2 separate regions of the Callithrix jacchus genome follow, and region 1 is linked to region 2. Evidence: chromatin contacts called from public Hi-C data. All regions are on one chromosome and are shown on one strand. Each heading gives the region's core, a stretch centred on a gene start, on an enhancer-like site or on the middle of the called end of the contact. The rest is flanking DNA. Distances are from core to core; before and after follow the strand shown.

Region 1 (3,903 bases), core at 338-2,837, 180 kb after region 2:
CATCCTACAAAAGTAACCGCCAAACTCTAGAGGGGGAGTTGAGCAGGCGCCAGGGCTGTCATCAACATGGATATGACATTTCCCAACAGTGATGAGTTGAATTCCTTGTAACGTAGTAGTTGTCTGCTCTGTGTCCCTGTGTTAATGAGGACTGTAAAGTCCCTTCTCTTGTGATTCCTAGGACTTATCCTCAAGAGGAAATCTGGATTTCTATCTACCGCTTTACCTGAAATGCAGGATCACCTGATTAACTGTATTCTACATTATTATATGACATAGTATAATGAGACAGTATCAAAAGTAAACATGTAATGACAATACATACTAACATTCTTGTAGGAGTGGTTAGAGAAGCTGATGCCTCATTTCTACATTCTGTCATTAGCTATTATCATCTAACGTTTCAGTGTATCCTTACAGAAATAAAGCAGCATATGAATAACCTGCCTCCTGTCTTTTCTTTCTGCTGGGTGGAATCACTCTAAGGTGATACTCCTGACCCAGAAACCCAAATGACTTCTTTTCCTTCCAGGATACACTCAGTTCAGTGCAGTTGTACAGAACATAAGAATTATAAACAAACCTGTAAATACCACATTTAATTGAGTTTTTTAAAAAAAAAAACAGAAACCATTCTGACCTGAAATGGTATTTCCCAGATTTTCACTGAAAAAGGATGACTTGGTTTCATTTGTCCAGGGGATTAGGGCGGGAATCCCTGAGTCCCCCAGTGAAGCGTGTTGCTGAGAAACCATCTCAGTCCCTGTCTTTTGGGTGCCTCCTTGCTGTGCCTTTGCCTTTGTGCCCTCTGGAGCCCAGGGTCCAGGTTGAGCGTGACCATCTCAACCACGGCTCCCTCCACTTGACAGCTGAATGAGATCTTTGCTGCTTCTTGTGGGCATGGCTCACTGAGGAGGCTGCCCCTTTGGGCCCATGCACTTCAGTTAGGGGGAACATGCAGGGATGCTGTGGGCAGAGGCAGGGGTTGGCCTGGCATTGAGGCTCCGCAGTTGCCGCTAGCCTAGTACCACACACCAGTGTCTTTCATTCACCTCTGAGGCTTGCGTTCTTGGGTCATCTAAACTGTGCCCACCCATGTGGCCCTTACGGCACAGCACAGGAGGCCCCATGCGACAGGTGCCTGCTGCACTCTCCTCCCAGTGGAAGGGGCTTCAGACCTTAATGGCCCCTTGTCAAACTCCAGGCAGAACTGGGTGGGAGGAGAGGGTGTTAGTCTTAACTGGGCCCCACGCTGAGGGTAATACAAGCAAAGGGCAGACGCCCTTTGGTGCTAACATTTGCCTTCTGAGAAGGGCACTGAACCTGTCAGCAAGAAACCATGAGCGCTTTCAGGAATGTGGCACATCCCCTTGTGTGTGTTTCCTTACAGAAATTAGCTGTGAAAACCTCGAAACCAATGAAGTCTATCTAGTCATCTGGGGCCCCAGGAAAATGAGTCTGGGTTGGGGGATGGAGAGTGGTTGCCCCCTCTGGCTGAGTTCCTGAGGCTACAGCAAGGAAAGGAGCCCCGTGGGGAGAGGGGAGAGGGGAGAGGAGAGAGGCCTGGGATGGAGAGAGGGGCCCCACTTCCTTCACTAAGGGCTTTGGCCCCAGCTCGCTCTGGATCCTACCCACATGTTGTTTCCCATTCCAGACTCTTCCTTACTGTGCCAGTTCCTTGCCCTGCAGTCCTCGGTGCACCCTCCTTCTCAGCCCCTTCCCACCCTGATGCCCCTCCCCATCTGCCCTAGATTCTATTCTCTGCACTGCATTCGTTTCCCTTACTCCTGCTATCCCTTTGCCCTTCTAGCCTGCTTGGCCTGCAAAACCTGGGTGGATGGCTTGAGCTCCGCGGAGGAAAAGCCATGCTGGTCTAAAATTCCCAGTCCCACCACTCTGCCACTTGGCCCAAAGTCCCAAGACCACCTCCACCACCCTCACCCGGGAGACTGAGGCCTATCTGGAGTCTGCTTCTAGCTATTGCTTGCTTTGTGATGCCTGCCCTTCACAGTTCTGCATCTTGTGAAGCACCTACACACGAGAGCTAACCCTCACGGCCGACACACACCATTGCTCCCATTTCCCAGATGAAAAAACAGAGAGGTTAAGAAGCTTGCCCAAAGTCCCACAGCTAGTAAGTGACAAGCCATACCCTGGGCACACCTCTAGCATATCACTCATGACACTAAATTGTCATACAAATATACACATCACAATAAAACCAGCATGCACAGGGCTCAGTACTTAGAAGGCACTTTGTTGAATACATGATTTTAAGAGTGACACCCATAAGGCTCAGGAGAAATGAGGGTAAATTTCCACTTAACAATTTGTCAGCAGAGAAACATTTTCTCCCACATAATGAATGGGATCAGAATGTCAAGAACCTCTCTGCTTGTGGTTAATGGGGTGGGTTCTGGCACCAGGCTACCAGGGCTCAAATCCTGGCTTCTCAGCCACTTTCTGGTCATAAGACCTTGGGCAAGTTACTTAACCTCTCTGAGCTTGATCCTTCATCTGTGAGACCTAAAATTTCTACTTTGTAGAATTCCATGTAGGGGATATAATGCAAGTGTTTAGTGAGGGGACTAGCACCCAGTAAAAGCACTCAGTGCTAGCAAAGATTTTGTCCCCAGCACTGAAAACACTGCTTTAGTGTCTGTGACCCACCCTGCAAGCCTCAAGACACTATGCCCACTCCCAAAGCAGTGTGGGGTGTTGGCCTGAGGGACAAACTTGGGTTTGAACACCAGCTCTGCCTCTTTCCAGTTGTGTGACCTGGAACAAATGCTGCTTGCCACACATCTTGGTGTCCTCATAGGCATAAATGAATACCCACACCTCATAGGGTTGTTGTGAGCATTGAAAATGCCTGGCAGGGCCCGGTGGCTCAGGCTTGTAATCCCAGCACCTTGGGAGGCTGAGGCAGTAAGATCGCTTGAAATCAGGAGTTCGAACCAGCCTGGCCAACATAGTGAAACCCTGTCTCTACTAAAAATACAATTAGTCAAGTGTGCTGGTGTGTGCCTCTGTAATCCCAGCTACTCAGGAGGCTGAGGCAGGAGAATTGCTTGAACCCAGGAGGTGGAGGTTGCAGTGAGCTGAGATCATGCCATTGCACTCCAGCCTGGGCGACAGAGCAAGACTATCTCAAAAAATAAATAAAATAAAATAAAACAAAATGCCTACCAAGTACCTGGCATATTGCACATGTAAATCTAACTACAACAATTACAACACAGTTGGGGAAATTCAAATTATTTGGGTGCCTAAAACCCATCTGGAAACACTGTAACTGGACTGGTGGCTGTTTTGGAGCCTGTTTCAACCAACCAGGCCGGCCAGGCACTGAGGGGGGTGGGGTCACTGAAAATGACAGGGAATTGCCCCCTGACATGATAAAATGTCATGCACAGCCTGCTTCTATGCCCTGGCTCCTTGGCCCTAACTGCTATTAGAGGTATTCGAGAACAGTGGAATCTCCGAACTGAAAAGGCTGCAGAGATTGTAGCAGAGCTCCCTCATTTGACAGATAAGGAACAGGGATCAGAGAGGAGCAACAACACACACAAAGTCACATGGGAGCTAGCAGCCCTCTCGGCTGGATTCAGGTCTTCAGGGGGCTGTCTGGCACTCTTTATGGTATTTCACACTGCATTCTTGTGCTTTTTAGGGACTGGAGCTGTTAAAAGCTTCATTCCACAGGCAGTGTCCACAATGACACAGGAGCAGAAAATGCACTGATCTGCAGAATCTGCTGCTAGAGGCCAGGGGTCTGTCCCTCCAGGGAGAGGACACCAGGAAGGGAAATGTGAGGCAGCAAAGCGTGAGGGGAAGGCTAGGTCAAGGGCCATCACCTTGGCCTTGTAAACAGGAACATCCTGGCAGACAGTTTCAATGGAT
Region 2 (3,910 bases), core at 236-2,735:
ACAGTCACATTTGGCTCTATCATTTACTCTACATGCTTTGCACTTCTGTGTCTCTGAGCCTTTGCTCATACGGTTCCCTCTGCCTGGAATGTTCTTTCAGTAAATGACACAGCTAAGTGCCACCTCCTTTTCCCCCATTCTTTTCCCTCAGAACCACTCTTCTGTTGGTGCAACATTGGGCCTCTCCATTATAGCACTTGTTTTATTCAGTCTTGTAATAATGTTGTTATAAGAGCTACCACTTAGTGTTAATGATGTTTCAGATGCTCTTTAATGTTAATGGTGTTTCAGGTGCTCTTTTAAAACCTTTTCATACATTGTCTCATTGAATCCTTGCAGCAACTCTGTGTGGTGGATATTAGCTCCATTCTCCAGGTGATAAAATGATGGTTTACAGGACTGCATCCCTTGGCAGTTCACACAGCTAGAAAACAGCCAAGGACGCATTTGAACCCAGAGCTCCCTGAGAGAAGCCCTTAGGGATCATGCCCTAGTTGTGTCTGTTTCCCCCACTAGTCTATGAGTTCCTTGAGGGCAGGGGCCGTGTTTAATTCATTTCTATGCCCTGTGCCTAGTACAGTGCCTGGCAAATAATAAGCGCTCTATAAATGTTTATTACATTGACTTAGCTTCTGATAATGACGGAGTATTTCAAGTGTGCTATCTTCAAGTCCACTAGATGGCACTCAAGATGCATAAATGTGGTTAGAGTTTAATGCGACTGAGAAGATGTTAAACAGCTCCTGGCCATTTTAACAAAGGAAAAATGAGCCAGTCTTTGAATTAAGAATCTGGTCATGACAGTCTGTTTTCAAGTCCTTGACCATGATGCTTTGCTTTCCAGATGCAGCCTTGCATCGTTTTCTCCCTTCAGTGTTATTCGTGTTCTGGGATGCTACTGCTACAGCTTCTCATGCTGCTATTTTTTCTGTGTTGTCTGTAGTAGTTAATTTAATTGATAAACATTTGAGCACCTATTGTGTGTCAGGTACTGTGCTAGACTCTGGGGATACAGAGATGAATTGAGACATGGCCTTTACCCTCAAGGAGCTCACAGTCTTTTTGGGGAGACTGACAGGTAAATAACTATACTCTACTGTGCTAAGTATTGTAATAAAGGACTGTAGAAAGTACTGCATATGCACAGAGGAAAAAATGATTCTGCTTGAAGGGGTCATACGGTGGTTACTTTGGAACTTGGGAAAACGACTAGAAGAAATGAGGGAAAGTACATTGCAGATGGACAGAACAGCATGAGCAAAGGCATGGGAGGCTCAGAAGCGGATGGATTTGGGGAGAAGAGTAGGCAGGTATGGCTAGAATGGGGCATGTAGAAGAGAAGGATGGGAATGAGGATGGAAAGATGTAGGCTGGAGTGGGGCGGGTATGCTGGTTTGTAGAGAGTCTTGAATGCCCCACAAAGGACTTCAGACTTGGCCAGGGTGGTAAGCCACTCTCAGAGTCCTTTGTCAAGGGAGTAACACAGCGAGTTCTATGCTGGCGACAGCTGGCTCTCAGGGAGAGGCTGGCAGCTGGAAAAGCTTCCATAACAGACCCTGTGAGCCTCAGGATGAGGACTGTGCTTGAGCAGTTGGGATGGAAAGGAAAGAGAAAACCTGAGAGACCATTTAGAGGAAGCATGAACAGAACTGGTGGGTGCTCATGTTTAGGGAATAGAGAGGAGCCAGAGAACTTTGTAATGAAGCTGTTCCCTGGGATACAGAAAGCAGGAATTTGAAGCAGATAAGGAAAGAATCGTGAAGAAGCAAGGCTGATGTCTGTCCATTAGCCTATGAAAAACCTGTAATTGGACCCTCTCTTCAGTCATAGTAACAGAATATTGCCAGGAGAGCTGCGAGGTCCAAAAACATGCAACTCCCTCGCAGAATTGCACTGTGCCAGCCTTGTTTTTGGAGCTACCCCAGTAGTTCTTATTTAGCATCCGGGGCGGTGCTGCTCTCCCTGATTCTGCTTCAAGTGGACCTATATTCAGAGAAGAAAATCCTGTTTTTTTCCTGGTAAGTAGGATTGCAGGAAGAGAATCATTGGTACACCCTGCTTGCCTTAGAATCCAAGCCGTTGCTAAGGAAAGTGGCAGGAACCAAAAATCTGCATCAACAGCCATAGAGAAGCAAGAAAACATTAACCATTCCGTAGCTTCTGTGTTGAGGAAAGTAGTTGCCTGACAATGTGCATGTGTGAATAGACCTTTTTTTGGCTTCCAAATCTCATTTGCTCTTTGTGTTTCTCCTTTAGGGTTGGTGTTGATTCAGACCAAGAACACTTGGTAAATATGCGTTTGTGTTGTTCCTGGCATTTCTGTCAAATGTGCAGTGATTTGGGAAAAGAACCAATCTACTGTAGACTTCATGCCACTATTTAGATCCTGTCCTCTTTGCCTCGGCTTTTAACTGACATCATTCCTGGCTTTTCTCACTGCTCCACAGAGACAAAGCCAAGTTAGCCACAGTGTGTGGTTATCAAGGGTGACAGCTTTCATGTCTCCGGGCCATCCTGCCTGGGATTTTGCTCCAGAGGAGAGCAGTCTCTTAAGCACTCCTGGGTTTTCAAGTGACTCCTCTGGCACAGGGAGGCTTTTTCCACTTCGGTTTGTGCATGAAGGCTTGTCTCTGATGTAAGCCTCACTCCAGCTGCTCTTCCTGTGTAACTTTCAAATTGGATGACCAGCAGCTGCCCTTGAGAACTGCCTAGAAGCTTTTGACTGTTCAAGCAGCCTTCCCTGCCTGTTCAGGGGAGCGCACTTTCTTACTTTGTCCCTCAGCCTTGGCCATGTTTCCTTGCTTCCTTCCTTCCGTTGTGTCAGTTTCTCAGTTGTTGCTATGAACTTGAGCCTGTTGGGCTGAATGCTTTGTAACTGGCTGCCCTCTCTAGACTGACTACCCTTGTCTGGTATTTTCCATCTGCTTTTCAATGGTTTCTGAGCACCACTGAATACATGACTCCGTTTCAGACGTTAGATAAGAAATCACAGACGTTAGGTTTTTGAACATGGAAAGCGTCTCTTTCAAAACACAATTCTTCTTCTTGTCTGAAACAAACCCCAGTGTATTTGTCTTCAGGGTGAGGTTAAAAAAACCATTTCTCAGATTTATTTCCTAAATGTGAATTTTGTTAGCTGTTGAGTAATGAGTGGGAATGTATATATGAGATATAGTAAGTACTTGCCTCTTGTGGTCAGACCCTTAAAGTAGAATTCCATGGGCTTGACATACTTGTACAAACCAAGCTGGATAAATTCCCATGATGCCAAGTTCCTGGGATAGTGTCCAAGGGGTAATAAGTCCTCAGTGCTTCCTCCCTGTGTCAAAATAAGAATAAAGTTAATCATGCAGCTCAAAAGACAAATGCTTGATCACTCTCTGTGTAAGTCTCCACCAGCTGTGTCACCTCTGTAACCACAGAGGACAAATGGAAATGGAGTGACAGGGAGAGAGCCAGGTAGGTGAGTATCAGTCATCACATACAGAACAAAGGACCAATTTTTCTCCTTACCTTCAAAACCCTATGGCTGGGCCGGGCGTGGTGGCTCACACCTGTAATCCCAGCACATAGGGAGGCCGAGGTGGGTGGATCACCTGAGGTCAGGAGTTTGAGACCAGCCTGGCCAACATGGCAAAACCCTGTCTCTACCAAAAATAAAAAAATTCCCTGGGCATGGTGGCAGGTGCCTGTAGTCCCAGCTGCTTGGGAAGCTGAGGCAGGAGAATCATTTGAACTTGGGAGGTGGAGGTTGCAGTGAGCTGAGATTGCACCACTGCACTCCAGCCTGGGCAACAGAGCAAGATTCCATCTCAAAAAACAAAAACTCTTTGGCTGTCTTGGTTATATTGTTTCTTTAATGTTTTGAATGTCCACTGGAAAGCACATTATAGTAAGTATGGAGTGTGTG

The links. A called contact is a pair of places that touch in the nucleus more often than the background predicts.
Region 1: a contact with region 2 is called in a Hi-C map of skeletal muscle, with 4 times the contacts expected there. The contact joins two enhancer-like sites. A contact is called at or near these places in 2 of 3 Hi-C or Micro-C datasets (both in skeletal muscle).

Annotation. Positions count from the first base shown.
Region 1 is chrX:133,007,269-133,011,171 of calJac240_pri, forward strand. FHL1 (four and a half LIM domains 1) reads left to right here. Exons shown (of 6, transcript XM_078364136.1): 6 at 1-442. Among named protein-coding and RNA genes, the nearest start is that of MAP7D3, 36 kb to the right of the region's middle. Within about 2 kb of position 1,588, at least 2 of the 16 cell types and tissues checked have an H3K27ac peak or open chromatin away from gene starts, as enhancers often do. A contact at or near this core is called in skeletal muscle, where this site is marked.
Region 2 is chrX:132,824,521-132,828,430 of calJac240_pri, forward strand. SLC9A6 (solute carrier family 9 member A6) reads left to right here. Exons shown (of 16, transcript XM_035287798.3): 13 at 2,257-2,287. Among named protein-coding and RNA genes, the nearest start is that of SLC9A6, 44 kb to the left of the region's middle. Within about 2 kb of position 1,486, at least 4 of the 16 cell types and tissues checked have an H3K27ac peak or open chromatin away from gene starts, as enhancers often do. A contact at or near this core is called in skeletal muscle, where this site is marked.